Linked DNA regions of Mus musculus: regions 2 and 3 are each linked to region 1. The links are chromatin contacts, called in public Hi-C and Micro-C maps. All regions are on one chromosome and are shown on one strand. Each heading gives the region's core, a stretch centred on a gene start, on an enhancer-like site or on the middle of the called end of the contact. The rest is flanking DNA. Distances are from core to core; before and after follow the strand shown. Region 1 holds the start of Utp23 (UTP23 small subunit processome component). Region 2 holds the start of Aard (alanine and arginine rich domain containing protein). Region 3 has its middle 30 kb from the start of Gm34562.

Evidence for each region. Hi-C and Micro-C count contacts between places; a contact is called where the count stands out from the background.
Region 2: a Micro-C map of embryonic stem cells shows a contact between it and region 1, with 2.4 times the contacts expected there. The contact joins the promoter of Aard here to the promoter of Utp23 in region 1. A contact is called at or near these places in 1 of 484 Hi-C or Micro-C datasets (embryonic stem cells), 1 of 115 datasets of contacts at active chromatin or transcription factors (stem cell-derived neural progenitor cells) and 2 of 9 other capture datasets (liver and pancreatic islet).
Region 3: a Hi-C map of the Ba/F3 cell line shows a contact between it and region 1, with 2.1 times the contacts expected there. The contact joins the enhancer-like site here to the promoter of Utp23 in region 1. A contact is called at or near these places in 3 of 39 promoter capture datasets (cranial neural crest, embryonic stem cells and liver), 1 of 484 Hi-C or Micro-C datasets (the Ba/F3 cell line), 3 of 115 datasets of contacts at active chromatin or transcription factors (bone marrow-derived macrophages, embryonic stem cells and neural progenitor cells) and 1 of 9 other capture datasets (embryonic stem cells).

What each region holds. Positions count from the first base shown.
Region 1 is chr15:51,876,112-51,878,811 of GRCm38.p6, forward strand. Utp23 (UTP23 small subunit processome component) reads left to right here and starts at 1,330. Exons shown (of 3, transcript NM_030132.5): 1 at 1,330-1,599. The coding sequence starts at 1,412.
Region 2 is chr15:52,038,689-52,041,388 of GRCm38.p6, forward strand. It overlaps Aard (alanine and arginine rich domain containing protein), which reads left to right and starts at 1,419. Exons shown (of 2, transcript NM_175503.3): 1 at 1,419-1,842. The coding sequence starts at 1,495.
Region 3 is chr15:51,681,129-51,683,828 of GRCm38.p6, forward strand. No RefSeq gene overlaps it. Among named protein-coding and RNA genes, the nearest start is that of Gm34562, 30 kb to the left of the region's middle. Within about 2 kb of position 1,388, at least 12 of the 459 cell types and tissues checked have an H3K27ac peak or open chromatin away from gene starts, as enhancers often do. A contact at or near this core is called in the Ba/F3 cell line, where this site is marked.

The DNA.
Region 1 (2,700 bases), core at 80-2,579:
TAATGGCTCTGTAACTGGCCCAGCAGAACTTGAAGATATTCTTTCGTGTCCCTCAAATTGAAACAACTGACCCTAAGAAATGGCAATTTCATGCTGGAAGAAGGAAAAGACGCAGAGCCTGACACCAAGAGGGAATTTAATTTGTCTTCTGGGAAAGAGATTTCCCAGTCTTAATGCCTTCTTAGAACACCTTCCAGGGTAGGACCAAAGTCTTAAAAAATGATGGACAGTGCCACATATTAACCAAGGTTGGTTAGAATTCAGCATTTCTCAACCTGTGGGTCCTGAGCCCTTGAGGTTCAAAAGACTCTTTCACAGGGTCTCCTAATACCATCAGAAAACGCAGATATTGGCATTATGAATCATAGCAGCAACAATGTTACAGTTATGAAGTAGCAATGAAATTGATTTTATGATTGACACACACCACACTTGAGGAAATATATTAAAGGGCTATATTAGGCAGGTTGAGAACCAATGAGTTAGATATTCATGTCCCTGGCTACCTATGTACACTTTAATTTCACTTCAGGACCTCAGAGATTGACTGTCATAATGACTGGCACCTCCGTTTGGCCACACTATGGAAATCCTTTTTTTAAATATTAATTTGGCTGTTTAGTTTATTTGTTTTCCAAGAGAAGATCTCAATGTGTAACTCTGGCTGCTTTGGAACTCACTATGAAGATCAGGCTGTCCTGGAACTCAGAAACCTTCTTGCCTCTGCCTCCTGGGATTAAAGATGTGTACGCCACCACAACCAGCAAATTTATGTCAATTGGGTTCTCCAGGATGAGTTAGAGACTGTGCTGTCAATTTGGGTAACACCTTTTTACCATAGAATCAGTTCATTCGTAAGGTGTTGTAAAATACCCGTGAACATCAAGGAGTCAGTGTGAGCTCCAGACGCTTAGGAACCACGTGCCCTTTGCTTCCTTGAAGACCAGCAAAACCTCCCAAGTTAAGGTCGTCCAACCTTGGCTCATTTTCTTCACTTGGAAACTAAAAACATTCTTGGGAATGATACATAGTGAATGGCAAGTTACAAAGTGCCTGGGTCAATGGTACCATAATTAGTTATTTTCATATTACTAGTCTTTTAGAGACTTCCTAAGTGTCAGGCAAAGAGCTACACAAAGCAAGGACTATTAGTCCAGCTCGCGAGTGTGCATGTGCCAACCTGCGCCAATTTGCGCACTCCGAGGCTCCTCTGCACAGAAAGCTCCGCCCCCTAAAGCTCGCGCTAGGAAGTGGGAGTGGTCGTTCCTTTGCGAACTACAGAATCCGAGAGGCGGGCTGTGGAAATAAGGGAGTGTACTTCCGGGTCGAAGGGGCTTCGTTCCGGGAAATACAAATTTCTAGGAGTGCGGAAGTGAGGCTGGTGCCGGTGAGTCCGGTGGCTTAAACAGGCATGAAGATCACCAGGCAGAAACACGCCAAGAAGCATCTCGGCTTTTTCCGCAACAATTTCGGAGTCCGCGAGCCCTACCAGATCCTTCTGGATGGCACTTTCTGCCAGGCGGCGCTGCGGGGTCGCATCCAGCTGCGGGACCAGCTGCCCCGCTACCTTATGGGAGAGACCCAGCTGTGCACCACGAGGTGGGTCTGCGGGGCGGGGTCGCGGGTGTGGCCCAGAGTTCTCCACGGTGCCAACCAAGTCGGTTACCTTGGGCCGCGACTGACCGAAAAGTCAGGCAGATGGTACTGTGCCTTGTGAATATTCAGTTATTTCTGAGAAAAATCAGAACAGGTAACATGTGGACCTGACTTGGACTTCTGGTTCCAATTAAAACCAGCTGTGTGGTCTCAGGCAAGAAATGGTGTAGCTGTAGAGAGCATAACTTCTTCAAAGTTGATATAAAGTCACGTGAGGTATCATTTACATTGGACATTTCTCAACATCCAAAAGCTAACACCCATTCTGTGGCGGTTGTTACTTATAACCCAAAGGTTTTCAAGCCTTCCAACTGCCAGTGAGGTTTTATCTTCAATTCCTAGGAAAAGAAGTCAAGGCTGGAGATATTAAAAACTTTACCCAAGGCCATTTTTAAAGTACCAACCAAATGGCAATCACTGCTCCAGACCCTGAGGACACCTTAGTGGGCAAGACGAAGGCCTAGCCTTAGCCTTCATGGGCTGTAAAGTCAACTCCTGATGGCTGTTTTTCACTCCACATCTGTGCCTCCTCACTTCATGTAAGAGAGCACACCTAGGGTAGCACACCCGGGAGCAGGAGTGTGTGAGAGGGGTGGGCGTGGGGGGTGCGGGTGGGGGTTATTTTAAAAGGTCTCATAGAATCGATGTTCGACCCCCTCTGAGGCTTGTTTAGAACTGAGGAGGAAATGTCTGTTTTCAATGATAGAAATAGTAATGTTATTGTTTTAGAGAACTTTTGAACAAATAGAATTGGTTGATGCCTGAACCATATTTAATTTTGGGACTTGAAGATATATATTATATCTAATATTATGGGACATGAAAATAGGGAAAAGGTAAACTGAAGCTAGACCATGAATAAGAATTTTAGTAGTTTTTGTGGAATATTTATTTAAGTAAATAAATTGAGTTCAACTACAGCTTACAAATAGCCAGTTAAGGTGTTCTTTATACATTTGTCCGAGTCAAGCCGTGACGTGTGCTGTTCATGTTCTACTTTGCAGTAAACAGCCTTCCACATTTAGAATTTCTTAAGTAATGCTC
Region 2 (2,700 bases), core at 169-2,668, 160 kb after region 1:
TTCAGTCTTGTTTGGCAAGCATTTTCCTCAGTAAGCCATGTTCCCAGCCCCTAGATTTCTCACTTTCTACTAACAGACTACATCTTCAAATGTTTCTAGAGTCTCTTTACACAAGGATCAGAGATGACCGTACTTAAGTTGTGAACTATCAGGCACTGAACTTGGCGATTATACCCAGAGTCTGGGTAACCGTATTCCTTATCAAGTAAAGACTGAGTCCATTTCAATAGAGCTGAATTTAACGGGCCCACAGAGTCAGAGTTCTTGCTTATCTGTGCAACATTCTCCCCTTGGAAGGAGAGTATATCTCAATGACTGGCGTGTACAAACAAGCCAGGCTTCCTAGGTGTGAATTGTGAGCAGACCACTTGAGTTTGTGTGACTCTTTGGTGGGTATGCATGTGGACCTCCCCCCACCCCCACTTTCCTTATTTGGAAAAATATGGAAAAAATAGTATACATCTCACAGGGTTGTGTAAGGATTATGTAGGTTAATAGGTGAAGTGGCTGGTATATAATAAGAACTATAATAATATATAACATACTATAAGGCATATAGTATAATGTAAGGATGCTCTTGTTATCTTTTTGGCCTACTATTGACACTTCAAGCAATGGAGCAGTCTTTCAGAGACGTATCCACAGTTCCTTGGGGAGAGTACTACGTGTTTGTTTCTTCTGTCACTGTTGTTTCTTCTTGCAATGGTCTATGACCACAGGAGTTTTGACTGTTCATTCCTGTAAAGAAACATTCAATTAGCTCCAAAAGAGGCATTAAAATATACTTTATATGATGCGGATAATAATTATTAGCTCATGATTACCTTGGACTGGGAATTATACCGTCATAAGGGAAGGTGTTGGTTTTTTATTTTAAGCCTTTCATTTATGTAGACTCGCCAAGAAGTCATCAGGGTTAAAGAGGAGCACCGAGTTTCAGAACTCTGGGCTCCTGTGATCACAGAAAGACTATTCTAACTTACAAAAGGATCAAACTTCTCACCATGGACTGTGGATGATACATGCGTATAGGATCAGAAGGGTGTCTAGATTCTACCACACCTGACACAGTATTGAAAGAGTAAAATGTCAGAGACTATTTCAAAGGCTCACAGTACTAAGAAATAGGCAACTGGAAAGTTTTGTGTCGAAACCCCCCCGTGGTAAATCGTCAGCTAGTTCCTCGGTTTTTATCTGCGTGGGTTGACTGTTTCAGTCTCCATGCATTCTCAAAGCCAAAGCTATAACAGACTGAAAAAAAAATTCCAGTCAGAACTTCTAGTCACAAGGCCTCCCTCCGTTGTTGCTATGAGGCAGAGAAGACAGGAGATGGGCAAGGAGCCGAGCAGCGCTCTGAGTGGCCGGGCAGTAACAGCGTCCACTGCCAGGGTCCTGCCTGTTCCGTTAACTGCCCCCGCCCCCGACCCGATCGGCCTTAAAAAGCTCCAACTTGCAACCAAATCCCCAGTCGGAGCGCTGCAGAAAAGGACCACGATGGGCTTGGGTGACTACAGCCACTGCAGACAGAGGATGTCCCGGGGACTCTACGGAGTCTCTGGAAGGGCTGCGCTATGGTCCCCAGTCTTCCACCCGGTGCACCGCATGCCTTGCGGCACCTGGCGCATCGGCATCGAAGTGCCAGAGCACGTCCGGGCGTCCAGCCCGGTGCTGGAGCACCTCCGCAGGCAGCTGGAGCGCGCCTTTCAGCGGGCGGCGGCACGCGGGCGCGCCAGACGCGCGCGGGAGGCGGTGGCGGCGGTGGCGGCGGCCGCAGCGGCAGCACGGGAGGAAAGGAGCCGGACGCGCATGGAGTGCGCCCTGGCCCGGCTGCGCGCGGAGCTGGTGAGCGCGGGCTGTGCGGCGGGGTTCGCGCTCTGGAGTCCGTGACTTCGAAGCTGGAGTGTAGCCTGCAGGAGGACGGCAGGGGTGGGGTTGATGCCCGGGAGGGAGATCATTCCTGGGGACCCGATTTCCTCTGGACTCGGTGTTAAGGCCTCCTTGGGTCAAAGCTCCAGTGATCAGGGCTTGGCCTACAGTCCAGTGATTGGCCCATATTCTAGGAGCCCCTCCCCAGTCTGTTTCTGTAGTTTTCTATCTTCTAGAAGCTTCCCCATAGCAAACTCCTAGTATATCTACGGTTAGCGTGCAGAGAAAGAAATTTCAATGGAACCAGCAACCAAGATGGATGGAATAATTGTATGAGAAACTGAGTCAATCCAAGTATTTTTGTTTTAGTCCTTGCTAAGAATTCAGAAACCGACTGGCTCTTCAGAAGGGAGGAGTGTGCATAGATCACTTTTTCTGTAATGAAAAAAAAATTTTTTTGACAATTTGAAAAGGACAAAAGTATAAAGAACCCGTACTTAAAATGGCGACGCTTATGAATGCTGCTAATGGAGACTTGGAAAGTTCTCTTGGATCCAGTGCGACAACTAACCACTTCTTCAGAACAGTTAGAAAGCACAGCGGGTGGTCGAGTTCATTACTGGCTTTAAGAAGGGCAACATGATAGCGAATCCAATTTAACCATACTAACAATCTGAATTTGATAAGGAATGCATTATGCTTGATCTAACGGTGTGTGTGGTCAAAATGGTGAGCCCTGGTAGCTGGATGGTAAAGCCATCTCATTGCCTGGTGAGACCGTCTCCCTGCACACCGCGAGGTTAGTGCTGTGGGCCAGTATGCCACACTGGAATG
Region 3 (2,700 bases), core at 138-2,637, 190 kb before region 1:
TTGAAGCTAGTGCAGACAATGACTCTGGAAAGGCATGGTGTCTGTCAGCAAGCCTGCATCAACCCACCTTGAACCCAAGGATGGATCCCAGCTCTGAACCCTTTGCTCTTCTTTCCCATTCAAAGTGATCTGAGAAAAGTACAAAGAATGCGCTATTAGAATTCAGAGAAGGAAGCTTCATAGGAGGAAAAAGAGACAACAGAATGTTCTCAAAACCACATCACAGATGTGTTCTCCCGCTGGGCATCTGGCTGCAGTGACTCCAGTAACTGGTTTATCAAACAGATGCTACAAGTTCAGCCAACAAACAGGGTCCTTCCCTAGAGTCACTGCTCAGCACACAGAAAAGGCCATTGTGGTCCTAACCCTGAAAAAACAAGTTTGTCTTTATAATAGCAAAGCCCGGAAGGTTGCCAGAGATCTTTGTATTGAGCAGAAATAGAACGTTCTCGAGAATTACCGAATTTCTAGTAAGAGACATAGAGGTGAAGGGGGAGAGGGGAGGCAAGAAGACTTGAAGTAACTTACCAGGAAGTTGCAACATCAAAACTTACATTTTCATTCACCAAAATATTTATCATGTCCCTAGTTCATGTGAGGTATGTGCTAAGTTCTAGAACTCTTCCAGGGAACTGGTAAACTGTGTAAGGCACATTCATCAGGCATAGGAGCCCAGTGCTGGGTTGTGCTTCTTACATCTAGGGTGTGTCACTTTTATTGATTAAATCGTTCTGATTCAGTATCATCCTGCCTATAGCCAACTCCTGGAAACCTGGGTTTTACTGTTTGTTCAGTCAGTAGCATCCTGCAACCTACTTCTGCAAACAAAACGCTGTCTTCAAGAATGTCCTGACCATCCACTTCGGGAATTCCTGCTTTGATGATTTTTCAAGCCCTTTGGACCTCCTTGGGAGGTAATGACAGCTATATCAAATCTGCCCCCATCCTCCTCCGGGGGCCCCCAAGCAGCTTTCGCTCTGACCTTCTCAGAAAGATGCTAATCACTCCTTTTAAAACCAAACCACCATAACCTCCCCACTGCTGATAGCAAAACGTAGAGGCCATTTTTCTGGCACTTCTTTCTGCAGGAAAAAAAAAAAAAAAAAAAAAAAGAGTACAGAGAAGACCTCCCACCGTGCTGGAGAGGAGCAGGGCTCTGTTTTCAACCTTGAATTTTCCACCCTGGGTGAAGTCTTTCCTCATCTACAAGTTCTGACAGTCAGGCTGTGGAAAAACTAGGTTCCCTGTCTGTGAATCCTGGCATTTCTGGGATCTCCCTCTTTGTTTCTGGCATTTCCTTTCCAATTCTGCGTTGTGTAGGTATCAGAATGTTCATAGGCAGAACAACCCAGGCTTTGGTTTTGCACATTTGGGCCTCTGGGCCACTCCTACTCTGACGCAACAAGAGGTGATGCATTCCCCTGGAAGATTCTCTGTGAGACATCAGAGAGGAAACTGGAGACAGCACAATCACTCTGGTATTCACAGACGTCAAAACATATCAACAATAAAATAATTATCTGACGTACTTGGGTCTGTAATTCTTCAAATCAAGGGTATTCGAATAGTTCTAAAACTCTAGTGTTAAGAGATAACCCTGATGGAATAGCTCATTCCAACAAATGAAAAAAAAAAAAAAAAAAAAGATCAAATGTGACAAAGAAGTTTCCATGAGAGTCTGATTCTCCAGGCAGGAACATGTAGTGAGAACTTTGGTTTCTTTGAAAAACACAGAAATATTATGGGAATATGTTTTCATTCTAATCCCAGGTGTGGGATATGGGGCTGCTTCAAATTGTCCATAGAATGTTCATGCTCTTGTTGGGTCATGATTTTGCCAGCAGCAGATAGTTCCTATGATTGTATGGTGTTGAGAAGTTTAAGGACTTTTCAGAGGGTATATAAATGCTAGGGAACCTAGAGGAAGAGTGGGTTGTTGGTTGTGGTTTGTTGGTTGCTGGTTGTTGGTCATGGTTTGTTAAGTGATCTGTGGACAAAAACGAAAAGTAGAAGAAGCAGAAATTAGATACCCTGAAGGTGAAGAAAATTGCCCCCAGGAACTCAGTGCCCTTAATCAGCAGGATGTAGTCTAACGATAACATCGCCTTCTTCTCGATCTTTCTCTTCTTCTCTAGCTAGTGTTAGGGAATGAAAGGGTGGAGAAAGGGTATAAAAGGGTGGAAGAAAGAGGAACCCAAAAGTAGCAAAAGACAGCTACAGGAACATTTCACCCAGAGAAGCCGAAGAGACGTTTAGATCACAAATGGCTGAACTCTGGGAGAATATCAAAAGATTGTTTCCAAAGATAAACTTCTCAGAGCAAGAATCCCCCTGAATGCTCTGCCAAAAAGTATCCCATGGTCTCAAAGCTTGGACCACTCAGCAGAGAATCACTGCTCTTGGAAATTCTCAAAGCATCAGGAGCAAAGATCTGAAAAGGTCCGTCTTAACCTGGTTAGCTTTGTTGAACCCTTTTCAAAACTAATTTGGCAACCCACTTTGGATGGTATGGTGTGGTTAAAGCTTGTGTCGGCATTTCATAAAAGGGGAACTGTGTAGGGGACGAAATAAATACATCTGGGTAGGATGGAGTCCTAAAATTGAATTAAGAACCTCAGCATGTGACTGGCTTAAGGGGACAGCAACCTTGTTATTATGTGCCTGTCTGTCCTGCCAGACGAAAGCAATAGCTAATTCGTG